Regions from separate parts of the Anas platyrhynchos genome. Here region 1 is linked to region 2. A link is a contact called in public Hi-C data. All regions are on one chromosome and are shown on one strand. Each heading gives the region's core, a stretch centred on a gene start, on an enhancer-like site or on the middle of the called end of the contact. The rest is flanking DNA. Distances are from core to core; before and after follow the strand shown. Region 1 holds the start of TAMM41 (TAM41 mitochondrial translocator assembly and maintenance homolog). Region 2 overlaps ATG7 (autophagy related 7).

Region 1 (6,591 bases), core at 3,148-5,647, 230 kb after region 2:
TATTCTATGAACTGCATTAAATATTGGTGACTCCTGTTATTTTTTATTTAAGTGTAAATTAATGTTAAATGTAATATTTAAATTTTTAAGGCACTCTGAGTTAGCATAATCCAGTTCCTTAAGATTTACTACGGGCAGAAAACTATTGTTAATATAACTAACTTTATTTTTTTCCATGTAACACAGAATATTAGTAAGGTCTATATTTCACTCTCTTTCTGAGAGATTATCCATCTAGTAGGACTAGACCCCTAAATCAGGGCAGACAATCCCTTCAGTACTGACTCATAGATCACGAACAGTTGAAGTTAGAACTACAACTGGTAATTTTGCATCCCTGTAATTTCCTGCATTTCAAGAGATAACTAATAGTTACCGGCTTTTGTAGGCGTCCAGCAACATAGAGGGTTTTCCAGTGAAGTAAATCATCAATCAGGGCATCAGTGCTAATTACACCATATTTTATCATCTGGAGAAAAAAAAAGGAAAATAAATGTTTTTGAACAATCGTATCGCTGCACTGTTTTCATTACAGGAAATTTACTATTTTCTGTAACTGCCTTTAATTCTAAGGAACATACACCTCCAATACAATATTGCACACATAAAATTAAAAACATTTTACTGTCTACATCTTCTTTCTTAATCAGTTTTTGCTCCCAAGTATTTGAAAATTATTCTCTAATATACCTTTACCATAAAAGCATCTCTTTGATAACACTTAGAGAACTGCTCTTAGATAATTGCATCATACAAAGAAGAGCCACTTAAGTGACGTAGCTCCATAGTAAGCTTGGTTTGGGGCTTTTTGTATTTCTTTAGTTAAAAAAAAAAAAAAAAAAAAAGACAGGATAATTGGAAGAAAGCAAGAACACAATACAAGAAGAAGGAGCAATGCAACTACTTACTAGAAAAAAAAGAAGTCAAATAGCAACACTGATAGCCTAAAACAAGATAAAGGAGTTCCAAAATCAAACTAGAATTTTTAAGTAAAGTAAGTTTTAAAGAAAACCAATGCATGGGCATCTACCAAAACACAGGCAGTAAAAAAAAAAAAAAAAAAAAGTCACACTTGCATGCAGTGTTCTGGAAAAAAAAAAAAAAAAAGTGTAATGGAAGACACAAAGGACCCTCTAAAATCCTTTCTGGAAAGGAAGTTCCAATAAAACTATTCCCGGATCAATTCCTGAAGGAAAATGTTCTTCAAATCCTAAAGTAACCTAGTCTAGATAGAGACTGACCTGAAGAAATTTGAACATTAAAATGAATCTGTTCTTTAAAAGATTTAAGTTACACTTAGTTTTACACCAGCAAAACTATGCAGTAGTTAGAATACTCCACAGTATCTCTCAAGAGATATAATGGAAAAAAAAAAAAAAAGAAGATATGAAGAATTGAAGGATTTCCTATGAAGATATGAAAAATAATGAAGAATTTGTCAGCAATTTGAAATAAATTATAAAGACATTTATGGATACTGTAACTGGGGGAAGGGAAGAAGTATCAGGAAGCTTTTATTATTATTTTTAGAAACTCTTTGATGCTAGAAAACAATTTGTGATTTTTTAGTTGATGTTATGGAAGAAGTAAGATGACCTCTTAACAGTTACCAGTTTGCACATCCTGAGTTTCCAAAGATTATCACCAAAGCAAGGCAGCCAAGTTCAGAAATTCTGGATAACAAAGGACCACAGACTGTGATATAACTAGTTATTAGATAGGCGTATAAAGAGCCAGAAAGAACCAAATTGCATCACAAAGGTAACTGATCCCTAAAATAAATTTTGATGTAAAGAGAACAAAGTTTAAACTCCAAATTCTTGCCTCATCCAGATACCTAAACAAAATTGCAAGTATATAGTAATTTTTTTAAACTAGCTCTCCAGCATCATATGAAGAGTTCTGACACGTAGCCAACGTTACTGCAATTTCGTGCTCTGAGAAACTTCAGTTTGTACAAACGGCATTTTTCCCACAACTGTCCTTCATGTAACTTCCAATTTTCTTAACAGAACTTGCTTCTGTTACATCCAGTTTGTTACCACATGGCAAAAATTAGTCTAAATCAGCACCAATAAACAGAAATACACACTTCCTTCCCCTGCCTCCTTCCTGCACTCCTCTTTCCAAATACAGTCTACACATAATTGTGGTGTAGGCCTTGCTGGACAAGTACTACTTGCCTGGAATGATTAACTGTACCCAAACATCACAGGTAAAGATGTTTGCCATTAAACAACACAGATGTCAATTACAGCTTGCTATGTTAAACACCTGTGGTTTTTGTTTATTTGTTTGTTTTATGTCAAACAAACAGAAAGGATCTAGTTTGCTATTACTATGTGGTCAACTGCTGAATTGAAGGCTGTGTCGTCATCTCCCCCCCCCAACACAAAGCAGTGATATACTACTGTATGGCCACTGGCAAAACTGGAAGTGATAAGGAATGTAAATTCAGGTTCTGAAGTGCTTTAGTTGTGAATTTCAAACATTACCCATGTTTGTAAAGTGCTAGAACAGCTGCTTTTTAATTAGTATGATATTTGTGAAACAGTTTGAGACCTAAATATTGAAAATATCACCAATTAAGCATCAATTGCAGTCTATCAGATGTGCTTCCTGCACAGAAATCTGCTTTAAGCTAATCATTTCAATATTTCATGCACAAACATTTAACTTATTAAAACTCATACTTACCCTACCATTACATGGCACTAAAGTGTTGTAGTAAATCCCTGCTCCATAGCTCTGTATGTTACTTATCTGTTTTGGCCCAAAAACTTTTAGGAAGGAATAATGACTCTTGTTCTTTAATAAGTTCATCATATGCCAGGTCACCGAATCATCAACTGCAAACACAAAGTCCAGCATATTGTTCTGTGGATACAGAGAAAAGTACTGGTTTTCATATCAGGAAGGAAACAATGTTAATCACATTAATCCAATACCTGCATAATAAGCTAGCTACCAGCTAATAATGGTCACTTAATTAAAAACAAGATCGAACGCACAAGGCTTAACATTGGACACAACTTGAAGGTTACAATGGAGCTGTATGTTTTTCAGGTCACTCCACCAGTGATGGTCCAAAATTTTCCTTGCCCTCCCTGTTACACCGCCAACCTTCAGCCTTCCATAACACCGGGAACACACGACAAGGTCTCAGTAGCACCACTTCCCAGCTAGGACTGCTAATGAAGAGAACTTTTGCTAATACACACGGCCACAAACTGGGAGATGAGGGCACACAGAAATCAAGAAACTGTACTTCTACTGTACTTGCTTTTATTAACAAAGCGATCCACACACATTAACTTGTAACATTCAGCACTGTGCTGCTCTCCCAAAGAATACTGTCCACACATCCCTTTGCACAGAGGAGCTGCAAAATCACCACTCATCCCTACCGTAAACCAATATTTTGAGTAATAGTGCTTCAAATTCCTTAGACTTCCTGCTCTGGAAGTAAGCAACACTTAAAGCCCCAATTGTGGAGCATGCCTAACAGGCCAGTGTGAATGCACAACGCAGCCCATGAGCTGCTTTAAGAAGTCAGATGCAGGCACGGGGAGATCCCAAGCTGTTCCCCGGTGGTTTGACCCCAAACGTGGGCACCCAGAAGCCCTGGGTAACAACACGCTTTGCCTCAGGTACCCGCATCCTGCGGACAGCACGAACGAGCCCGGGCACTTCCTTATAACCAAAACGTAAAAGCTAAAAAAATGCAAAGCTGTGTTGTGAAGCAGGGTTCCCAGGTACGCGACAAAAGGGCAGCTGAACCCCTAACTGCCCTCGAGGACTGTCAGCCACAGGCCCACGGCTCCCTGCGGCCCCCGGCGCCCCCTGCCCGGCCCCTCCCGGTGGCTGCGGGCCGGCTCCGCTCCCCCGCCCCTCCCCGTGCCCGAGCCGCAGCGGCCCCAGCAGCCCCCGGCCACCCCGGGGAGGTTACGAGGGGCGTGGAGGCGGGGGGGGGCAGCCGCGCTCACCTCGCTGTGCCCGGCCGAGGGCCCCGCCTGCCGAAAGACGCCGGAGCCGTAGGCGAAGGCCAGGCTGAGCTCCTGGGGGAAGTGCGCCAGGACCCGCCGGAATTTCACCCCCGAGCTCGACAGCACCGGCAGCGCCATGGCGGCCACCTCTGTCGCCTTTCCCCGCCCGCCGGCTGAGGCGGCGGCAGTGGCGGCGCAGGGAGGAGAGGCCGCGCCGGGAAGGGGCAGCGGCACCGTCACACAGCGCCCTCTGCCGCCTGGCGCCGCCGCCATCCCGCTCAAACCCGCTGTAGTGCCCCGCAGCCCCGGGACGGCACCCACCGAGGTGCCAGGGGTCCCCGCGGCGGCCTCCGGTGCTTTGGGGCTGAGCCCCCCTCAGCGCCGCCCCGGCCCTGCCTGCGGGCGGGAAGGGAGCGAGCGGCCCCTGGGTGCCTGCCCCGCCGCTGGCAGGGTGTCGCAGCCCCCACACGATGGGCTTGTAGTTTTTTCCCCCCCATTTTGTTTCAACTGCTGTTATTTTTTATCTATCTATCTATTTATTTATTTATGGTTGGTTGGTTTTGTTCAGTAATCGCAATTCTGTGCCCGTTCTTTGGTTGTTTTCCTTTTCCCCTTGTCCATTTTTTCATGTGTCCCGCTGATTCGAGGCTTCCCTCAGGAATTCTTGTCAGCTCTATGCTCCTTCACACTTCTCCCATGCTGTGAAAACAGAAAGCCCACGACGTTTAATCATCACATTTGTGCTCACGACTGTCTCACACTCTCCTTGTGTATGAAGTACTCTGCTGAGCATGTCGGCTTTAATTTTCAAGTCCTATATAATAAATGTAGCTCAGTATTAAATACATAAAAATTGTTTATGAGATGGAAGCCTATCTTGTTTCCTCAACATTTTATTCTTTCTTCCATCTGTCTTCTTTAGGATCACATGTTATCTTTCATGTTTTTATGGCTTTCAAATCATCCCATTTAGGCTGTATGCTGTTATGAGAAAAGGGGGGCATTAAACATCCAGTCTGAGGCTTTAAACATGTGATTCGATCTTTATACATTACTGGAATTATACATCTGCTAAAAAGCAATGTTATATATGAGACCATCTGTAATTATTACAGAAAATACACTATCACAGAACCACACAATGTTACGGATTGGAAGGGACCTTGAAAGATCATCTGGTCCAATCCCCCTGCTGGAGCAGGAACACCTAGATCAGGTCACACAGGAACACGTCCAGGCGGGTTTTGAACGTCTGCAGAGAAGACGACTCCACAACCCCTCTGGGCAGCCTGTTCCAGTGTTCTGTCACCCTCACCATGAAGAAGCTTCTTATGTTTAAGTGGAACCTCCTATGTTCCAGCCTGCAGCCATTGTCCCTTGTATCATTAGATGTCACCAAGAAGCACCCGGCTGCGTCCTCCTGATGCTTGCCCTTTACCCATTTATAAACATTAATGAGGTCACCCCTCAATCTCCTCTTCTCCAAGCTATGGAGGCCCAGCTCTCTCAGCCTCTCCTCACAAGGGAGATGCTCCTCTCCCTTAATCATCCTCGTGGCTCTGTGCTAGACTGTCTCAAACAGTTCCCTGTCCTTCTTGAACTGAGGGACCCAGAACTGGATGCAATATTCTAGATGTGGTTTCACCAGGGCAGAGTAGAGGGGAAGGAGAACCTCTGTTGACCTACTAACCACATCCTTTCTGATACACCCCAGGATGCCATCGGCCTTCTTGGTCACAGGAGCACAGTGCTGCCTCGTGGTCATCCCGATGTCCACCCAGGACCCCCAGGTCCCTTTCCCCTAAGCTGCTATCCAACAGGTCTCCTAGATCTCCCTTGGGTAAGTATAACTTTATGAAATCAAAACAAAAGTAGAAGATCTTGAAATATATATTTTATGTAGGGTGTGGGTGGATGGATAGTATTGACCCAGAATGACCTTATTCTAATAAGTAATAATAAATGAAAAACTGGTTTGCAAGTGAACAAACTAATAGCATTCCAAAGGGCAATTATTATGGTGTTTACTAGTATTTAAAACTAAGTTAGCAAAGCAGTCTCTGGAGCGAAAAATACCTCTGGAATATTTTTGTTTGAGTGGTTGTGTTTTTAAAGAAAACGTGGGTAATGATGTTGTCAAAGTATTCTAGAATTTTCTACACAAATCTAGATCTTACCAGCTCAGAACTTCTATTTGAGGCACCCAAGGTGGATTTTTATTTATTTTTTTATTTTTATATATAACTTCAGATCTTGATTTATAGCTTTCCTACCACTGTGTTCTTCTGTGTATTTCCTTAACTGGCTTTTATGTATTTTAGATTAAATCTGAGATATGTTTCTTACGTACATTACTGACTTTTAAATTCATTTTGTTTCCATTAGCACAAGTAGCTTTGAGACTAATAGTTTGTGACTTGTAACCTATAAAGAGTCTATATGAAGTTTATGAAGTTATTTTATGTCTTATACCAACTTTGAACTTGGCCTCTAATCTGTTCTTCAGTTTAACTTTTACTTTGCTAACTTTGGTAAGAAAATCTGCAAACACCAGAAGGTCTTAAGTCTCATTTACACTGTCAGCCAGCACTGCTGTTGCAGGGAG
Region 2 (7,288 bases), core at 2,470-4,969:
CCATGTTCTACAAATCAGATATCTGAATCAGATACAGATGGTGGAGCCTTTAATTTTATTTGAATATTCTTGAAGACAACATGGCATCCAAACTTTTCCTGTGAAAGAATATTCTAAATTTCACAGGAAACTGCATAGTTCTCTCAATTACTACAGTGGGAAAATAGTGTTTTGTAGAATCCAACTAATTTATCCTGAATACTTATTTCCTTTCCCACTGTGACATAGACCTTTGTAAAATAGTCTCTACTAATCCTGATATTTCTTAATTTAGGAATTGTGCAGTTTCATGTTTGCTCAGATAAAATAGCACAATTGGAAAATACCCATGTTAAGCTTTGAAGATGTCAGCTTAACTGCAGTGCACTTCCTGTGTGTTTTGTGGCACAAATGTAATGATGTCCATAGCAATTTAAGTTGCGAACTTAACATAAGACAGTAAAAGAAAACAGTACATGTGACAGGGCTGCGTCAATGTTATTGGAGATAGATATATATATATCTATATAAAATTTCTTCAGTGGTTTTTCAGCTATGGCAACTCTAGTTTCCTAATCCTTAGTAGTTGTGTGTGGTTTCTTCTGTTTGTGTGTTGCACCTGGGGCGCAATAACCCCAAGCAGAGCTACAGGTGGGGAGATGAGTGGTTGGAGAGCTGCCTGGCAGAGAAGGACCTGGGAGTGATGGTGGACAGTCAGCTGAATATGAACCAGCAGTGTGCTCAGGTGGCCAAGAAGGCCAACGGCATCCTGGCTTGTATCAGAAGCAGTGTGACCAGCAGGGCTAGGGAGGTGATCGTCCCCCTGTACTCGGCTCTGGTGAGGCCGCACCTCGAGTACTGTGTTCAGTTTTGGGCCCCTCGCTACAAGAAGGACGTGGGGGTGCTTGAGAGAGTCCCAAGAAGGACAATGAAGCTGGTGAGGGGTCTGGAGAACAAGTCCTATGAGGAGCAGCTGAAGGAGCTGGGCTTGTTCAGCATGGAGAAAAAGGAGGCTCAGGGACAACCTTATCACTCTTTATAAGTACATTAAAGGAGGCTGTAGTGAGGTGGGGGTTGGCCTGTTCTCCCACGTGCCTGGTGACAGGACGAGGGGGAACGGGCTGAAGTTGCACCAGGGAGGTTTAGGTTGGATGTTAGGAAGAACTTCTTTACTGAGAGGGTTGTGAGGCATTGGAACAGGCTGCCCAGGGAAGTGGTGGAGTCACCATCCCTGGAGGGTTTTAAAAGATGTTTAGATGTAGAGCTTAGGGATATGGTTTAGTGGAGGACTCGTTAGTGTTAGGTCAGAGGTTGGACTTGGTGATCTTGGAGGTCTCTTCCAGCCTAGACGATTCTGAGATTCTGTTTTCATAAAAAGTGAAGAGTGCAAAGGAGAGAATACAGATTTTTGGTATTTGCAAATTAGTTTTATCTTGTAATTTCAAGTATATTCCCCTTTCTCCTCATGTTTGTTCTTCTGAACTTAACTGAATTTCCACTGGTCCTGCTTTGCAAGCAAGAAAGATTTTTTTCAAATCATTTAACAAATGAAAACAGTAAGTAGAACTCTCCTTTTCAGTTTTGTTTTACAAAAGCCAAGGATATAGTTTGTTCTTTCTTAATTGACATTACTTATGGTATTTCATATGCCAAATTAAAATGTTATTCAATTTCCTCAGGTTAAGCATTACAAACAAGTAACCACTAAAGTTAGAGTGTATTTTCTTTAATTCTTTATCTTAAGTCAATTTAAAGAGATTTCTGATCCTAAGCAATAGCTCTATATACCGAAGTTGTCTTTGGTACTGTACTTTGAGGCCAAATTTCTTAATTTCTTCAATAGTTCTGTGCTGTTAGCTTAGTGCCTGACTTAGTGTCTGACTGCATCACTGTTATTTCATTTTCATAAGATCAATGTGATGTATGCAGGTGGGATACGCACAGCACGGAAACCTCAAGGCCTCCCGGCTGAAATGCTTGGCATCAGCTTTTCAATGTACTTTGTGTTAAGCATATAATGAGAGCTCTACTTCAAATGTGAATTTGTAGAGCAGCTGCAAATCTAAAGTACTGCTGAAGTTTTGACCTTAAGGTCTCAAAACAGGCATGTGGGGAAAAATGAAGAACATTATGATAATCTGTGTAAATTTATCTATGAAGGGGTACATGGGTAGAAATAAGAGTCAATTTCCCCACAGTTGCCTTAATGATCTTGCATCTACCTGCAGTCCTTCCTCCCAAACCAACTTAAGTTTAAGGACAGTTTAAGGACTGGTTCTGTGATATTCTGGTCATAACAAAAACTTTATCTGCTTAACTTTATATAAACTTCAGATTACTCTCAGCACTTCTCACAAGCTGAAGGGGAAAATGATGACAAAGCAATCGTGCATCATTGCTGCTTGTGACTAAACAGATGCATATGAAGACCATAAGTAACAATTGCTTTCCTCTCTGAGCAGGATTTTTGGGGATAACAGAAGTCACATAGAAGTGTTTAAAGTGTTATATTGGAGCACAGTGAAGTGAAAGAATACATACTGAGAATCTCAGATGGTATGAAAGCTTGTTCTGATAGCCACTGTGGTACTTAAATGGCATTTGAAATAATGTAGCACTCAGAGTTTCAATGTTTCGTATAGAATGTGCAGGAAACTGGAGAATCAATTCTAAGCAGGAACCAAAATAAAATGTTCCAATAACAGTACTAATTGCTGTGTGAAAATTGGGCCAAATATGAATATACGGGTGTTGATCCATTTCAGTGCATAACTGCTCCAGTAACTTCAGTGAGGCACTGAATGTTACTGTGAAGTTGCCTTCAGATGTTAACTAAAGCAACACATTTATGGAGTTCCTGTGCCAGTGTTGTCTGCAAGCGTACATAAGTTTGTGCAAAGAAAAAAGGAAGTCATTCATTTGCATCACCTTGCCCTGAAATTGTCCCCTAATTGTGGACTTCTGAAGCAATTTAGCATTTTTTTTAAATGCATTACAATGGGAATTTTCCACATATCAGAGAATCTGGTTTGGGGTTTGCTGTTTTTGTGGCTAGGATGATAGATAGGTGGTGAGGTTGTCTGTATACAGATTTTTTTGTTTTGTTTTTGACACTTACAGTGAACCTCAAGGCCTTTTTCCCTCCTCCCCTTTAAAGCTCAGTTCAAATTTGTTCTTCTGTCTTTATTCTTCATAGCTGGTCATCAATGCTGCATTGGGATTTGACACATTTGTTGTTATGAGACATGGACTAAAGAAACCAAAACAGCAAGAATCTGGTGATTCGTGTTTCAGCAATGCCTCCAGTTCTTCTGACCTGTTGGGATCATCACTCTTTTCAAATATCCCTGGCTATAAACTGGGTTGCTATTTCTGCAATGATGTTGTGGCACCAGGGGATGTGAGTAGAACCTTATGCAAATGGTGGTGATTATGCATCTCTTTCGTTGTGAATTGAATTCTTATTTCCTTTAAATGGTATTTTGTCAGGGATCCTTTTTATGTTGAAGTATAGATGATTAAAAAATAGTTCATATTTTATTTGGAACATCAAATAAATGAATTGCACATAACTAAAGATGTTTTGTGTAGTAGAGCAGCTAATTACTTTTGAGTTACTTTTTTCTTTTTTTTAGAATTGTCTATCTTTGTAGTCCACCAGGGATCGGACATTGGATCAGCAGTGTACAGTCAGTCGACCTGGATTGGCAATGATAGCTGGAGCTCTTGCAGTGGAATTAATGGTTTCTGTTTTACAGCATCCAGAAGGGTGAGTCATTTCTGAGACAAGGAGTGGTGTTTAAGAGATGTTCTCTGAGAAATAAGTGTTTTCTTAACATAATCTTCTGGGAGAAGGAAGAGGGAAGTACACGTTAAGTAGGGCAATTCTGTAATGTGTGATGTTGCCTGTAAGTTAATCTAATTTATAGGCCATATCTTCTGTTACTGTAATTTAACAGTATTAAGAGAACTGAATGATCAAATCTGTGTATATTCTTTTTTGTATTGGAGATTGGCAGTTTTCCCTCCTTCTGAGCTCAAAAGTAGAAAAGTACTGAGAATATTTCAGAAGAACAGTGTGTTTCCTGTTACTAGATCTTGGGATTCCTTTGCTGAAGAGTGTGTTTTAGTGTAATGAGGAACTGTCATAAACACTTCTGTCACACAAAGGGCTTTCAGATAAGCAAAGTGTTTCAAAATCTTAGCTAAAATTAAGTGGGCTTAATTCAGAAATGACTCTGGAATTCTCTAACCTGAAATTTAGACTTGTTTTTCTTTTTAAAAACCTTTGAAAGAGAAGGAGAGCTAGGTTTGGATATGAGTATGTTACTCCAAATTCTGACAAAGGATTTTTGTATTTTCCTGCTGAAGCCTGGTTACTACTATGAAACAGACTTTCTAGGTTCTAAACTGCAACCTGTAATGAAATGTATGGTAACTTACTGTCCAGTCTGTCCAGTATGTTGTCGTTGTTCTGACTTTGATTCTTGGATTTTTGGCAGTGGTTATGCTGTGGCCAGCAGTAGTGATGATAGAATGAATGAACCACCTACTTCTCTTGGACTTGTTCCTCATCAGGTAAGTAATCTGTGAGTAAATGTTTTCGTTTAAAAGCTGAGTACTGATATAAGATCCATATCTCAGCCTGTTTCCTTAATAGAATACACTGTATGCTGATCAGATTCTTTTCCCACAAGGACTGAGTCTCCGTGCTTGGTTTAAAAATAAATAAGAAGCCGTCATAAAAGCCAAGGCTGTAGTGTTCCTGGCAATGTTTCTGTCCCAACACTGCCTACTTAGCAGGAATTTATTTGGACAGAGGAATCCCCTAACAGGCAACATTTAAATATGTAACCTTTGACTTTTCCCTATCAGAGCTGAGACTGTGAGCATCTCAAAGTTGCTCTTATTTTCTTTTTAAATTCACTCTTAGGTTGAAAAATAATGTTAAAATTCAGCCAACATCTATTATAGTTCTCTAAAATATTCATGAATTTTGGATGCAGTACATCAGTCTTCATTTTGTTCTACTCAACCCAAACTAGAGTTACAAATTAGTGTTTAAGGTACTGTTTTCACAATAACAAAGACAAGTCTATCCAGTGTATCGATACGGTCTTTCAAAGTACTGCCCTGTTGATCTTACCCACTTAATCAGATATCCTGTGATGTATCACTGGGGATTTAAAGTCTTTTGCTCCTCTTGCTTTATATTGCTTATCTGAGTATCTCTTTGTTCAGATGCATCTGTTGTATAAATAATTCTTTTCTGTTTATAAATGATGTGTTTGGATTCTCTTTGTTTTTTGTGTGCTCAGAGTGAATCTTAATTCAGAAAAACACAAAGGTACTACTGTGCTTTCTTTTGTGATGTCCAGCTAATCACAGAGAAGTCTACATAAAATTAGTCTAATTTTGTTTATAGTTTTATGTAGTAACCAGTATTTACACATGGATCATGTTTTACAGTGGGGTTCCCTGGGCTTTATCTGTTTTTTGTGTTTTTTTTTTCTGTTAACTCCGGAATCTCTCCAGTTCTCTCTCAAGTGTGTGTCTCCTATGCCCTTGGAGCTTTTCTGCTTGTTACAGTGGGCACTGTCAGCTACAGCATTGGTAGAGAATATCTTGTTCTCCACAGACTTGTTTTGATCCTGTCAGAGTACTTTGTAACAACTATCTGTCCTCATTGGTGGTCATAATCCATAATCTGCTCATCTGGAAAGTTATCAACAGTTTCTGGCTTTGGTGTTAATTGATTTGTTTTTAACTTTCAGAATGACAAGTTTTTTGCAGTCAGGGCACTCCATTATAAACTAAGTTACTCCCTTAACCCTCTTGTAGCTAATATGCTAATGCTGTTGTCAACAAGGCCCAACCTGAGACAACTGCTGCAGTGTCTTTTTGCTCTCCTATCTCAAGAGAAAGAGCCAAATCTGTCTGTCACTCATTTGATGATCCAGGATAATCTCCTGATTTAGTTCTGAATAAGATTTTGCTTTCTTAGTTGAAAACTGTATGGCATAATTAAAATCTTTCATAGTTTTCTGTAATCATCTTGATGCTTTCCTCTGATATGAAATAATGCCGAGGTGTTCATTTTTAAAAGTAATGTCAATAATTTTGAAAGTTAAAATTTTGAGTCTTGTTTTACAGAGACTTTGTTTCAAAATTATGACTTTATTCCAAACCTCTGGAAAACAGTTCTGAATTTTCTCTTAGCATCTAAGAAAAGCAATTTTTTTTCCAAAGAAAAGCTAGAAATAGTAAGGTATTTAGCATATACTTTAGGAAGTTTACTCCTTTCTACTCGAAAAATAATTTTATATATTTCCTTATGAGAATGTTGAGACTCTAGTCAGATGTCTGCCATTTTTTTATACCCCTATGTGATTTTACATGCAGTATTTTTCTGTTTTGGGCTATACTTTTGAGATCAGATTAAAGTCCATATTTGAGATGGATCATATCTTGCTATTAAGTTATCACTTGTCAACTGTATATCTGTTTTCATACTTGTGTAGTGACTGTCGTGAATGTCTTCTCTAGTTAGACATTCTAACACGTTTAGTAGATATAGATTGTAAAGCATGTTTTTGAAATATCATGACAACTAATCGTTTTACAGCTGCTAGTTTATTTGAGTAGTCATCCATCAAATCAATTCAGTGAGCATGCTACTTTCTCTAGGAATCTAGAATTAATGTACTTTCCGGTGTTTGTTTGTGGTGTTCTGTGGTTATTTTATTACCAGTCCTCAGTATTGAGAACTTGTTCCTTAGTGGCTAATAAATTCTGTACACTCATAGTCTTTGTCATAAGTGAACCAAACATATTTCCAGGGAGTGTCTTGGAGTTCCCAAGATAACAGAAATACAAAACATGTGGTGTCAGAAAGACTTGATTTTCTTGTTTTCCTCTTTTCCTGGGTGTGGTTTGTGGTTGAGAATGACTGCATTTTTGCATTCTAACGTTGTGGATGGCTTGGTTTTTCTACAAAATTGTCGTGGAGTTAATGCTATTTAAGTTGCTGGTGGCTTCCAAGATGTGTGCCATTGCAACTGCATTAAATATGTAGAGTGTGTTTTGAAAGTGTTTTCTATGATAGACTTCCATGTTAATTCAAGCATTATTACTTGTATTGCAGAACTACGTAAGTTCTGTTCTTAGTGAGCGCTCTCTGTCCTAGCAGACCTTTTAAAAGCACAGAGTAAAAAGGATAATCAATATTACAGAGTTTCAGAGTTCAGTCAAACCAGTCACCCTGTTTGCAGAGCTATCCCTGTTACAAGAAACTATGGTCTAGAATTTT

What was found. Hi-C and Micro-C count contacts between places; a contact is called where the count stands out from the background.
Region 1: a contact with region 2 is called in a Hi-C map of subcutaneous adipose tissue, with 2.3 times the contacts expected there. The contact joins the promoter of TAMM41 here to the enhancer-like site in region 2. A contact is called at or near these places in 5 of 8 Hi-C or Micro-C datasets (F1 follicle, liver, skeletal muscle and 1 more).

What each region holds. Positions count from the first base shown.
Region 1 is chr13:17,545,422-17,552,012 of IASCAAS_PekinDuck_T2T, forward strand. It overlaps TAMM41 (TAM41 mitochondrial translocator assembly and maintenance homolog), which reads right to left and starts at 4,398. Exons shown (of 8, transcript XM_027467765.3): 1 at 3,987-4,398; 2 at 2,698-2,877; 3 at 377-469. The coding sequence starts at 4,259. It overlaps LOC106015210 (a long non-coding RNA gene), which reads left to right and starts at 4,403. Exons shown (of 5, transcript XR_011812543.1): 1 at 4,403-4,535; 2 at 5,701-5,826.
Region 2 is chr13:17,319,107-17,326,394 of IASCAAS_PekinDuck_T2T, forward strand. It overlaps ATG7 (autophagy related 7), which reads left to right. Exons shown (of 20, transcript XR_003500288.3): 14 at 3,176-3,379; 15 at 3,633-3,748; 16 at 4,482-4,557. Among named protein-coding and RNA genes, the nearest start is that of ATG7, 23 kb to the left of the region's middle. Within about 2 kb of position 3,720, at least 1 of the 8 cell types and tissues checked has an H3K27ac peak or open chromatin away from gene starts, as enhancers often do. A contact at or near this core is called in subcutaneous adipose tissue, where this site is marked.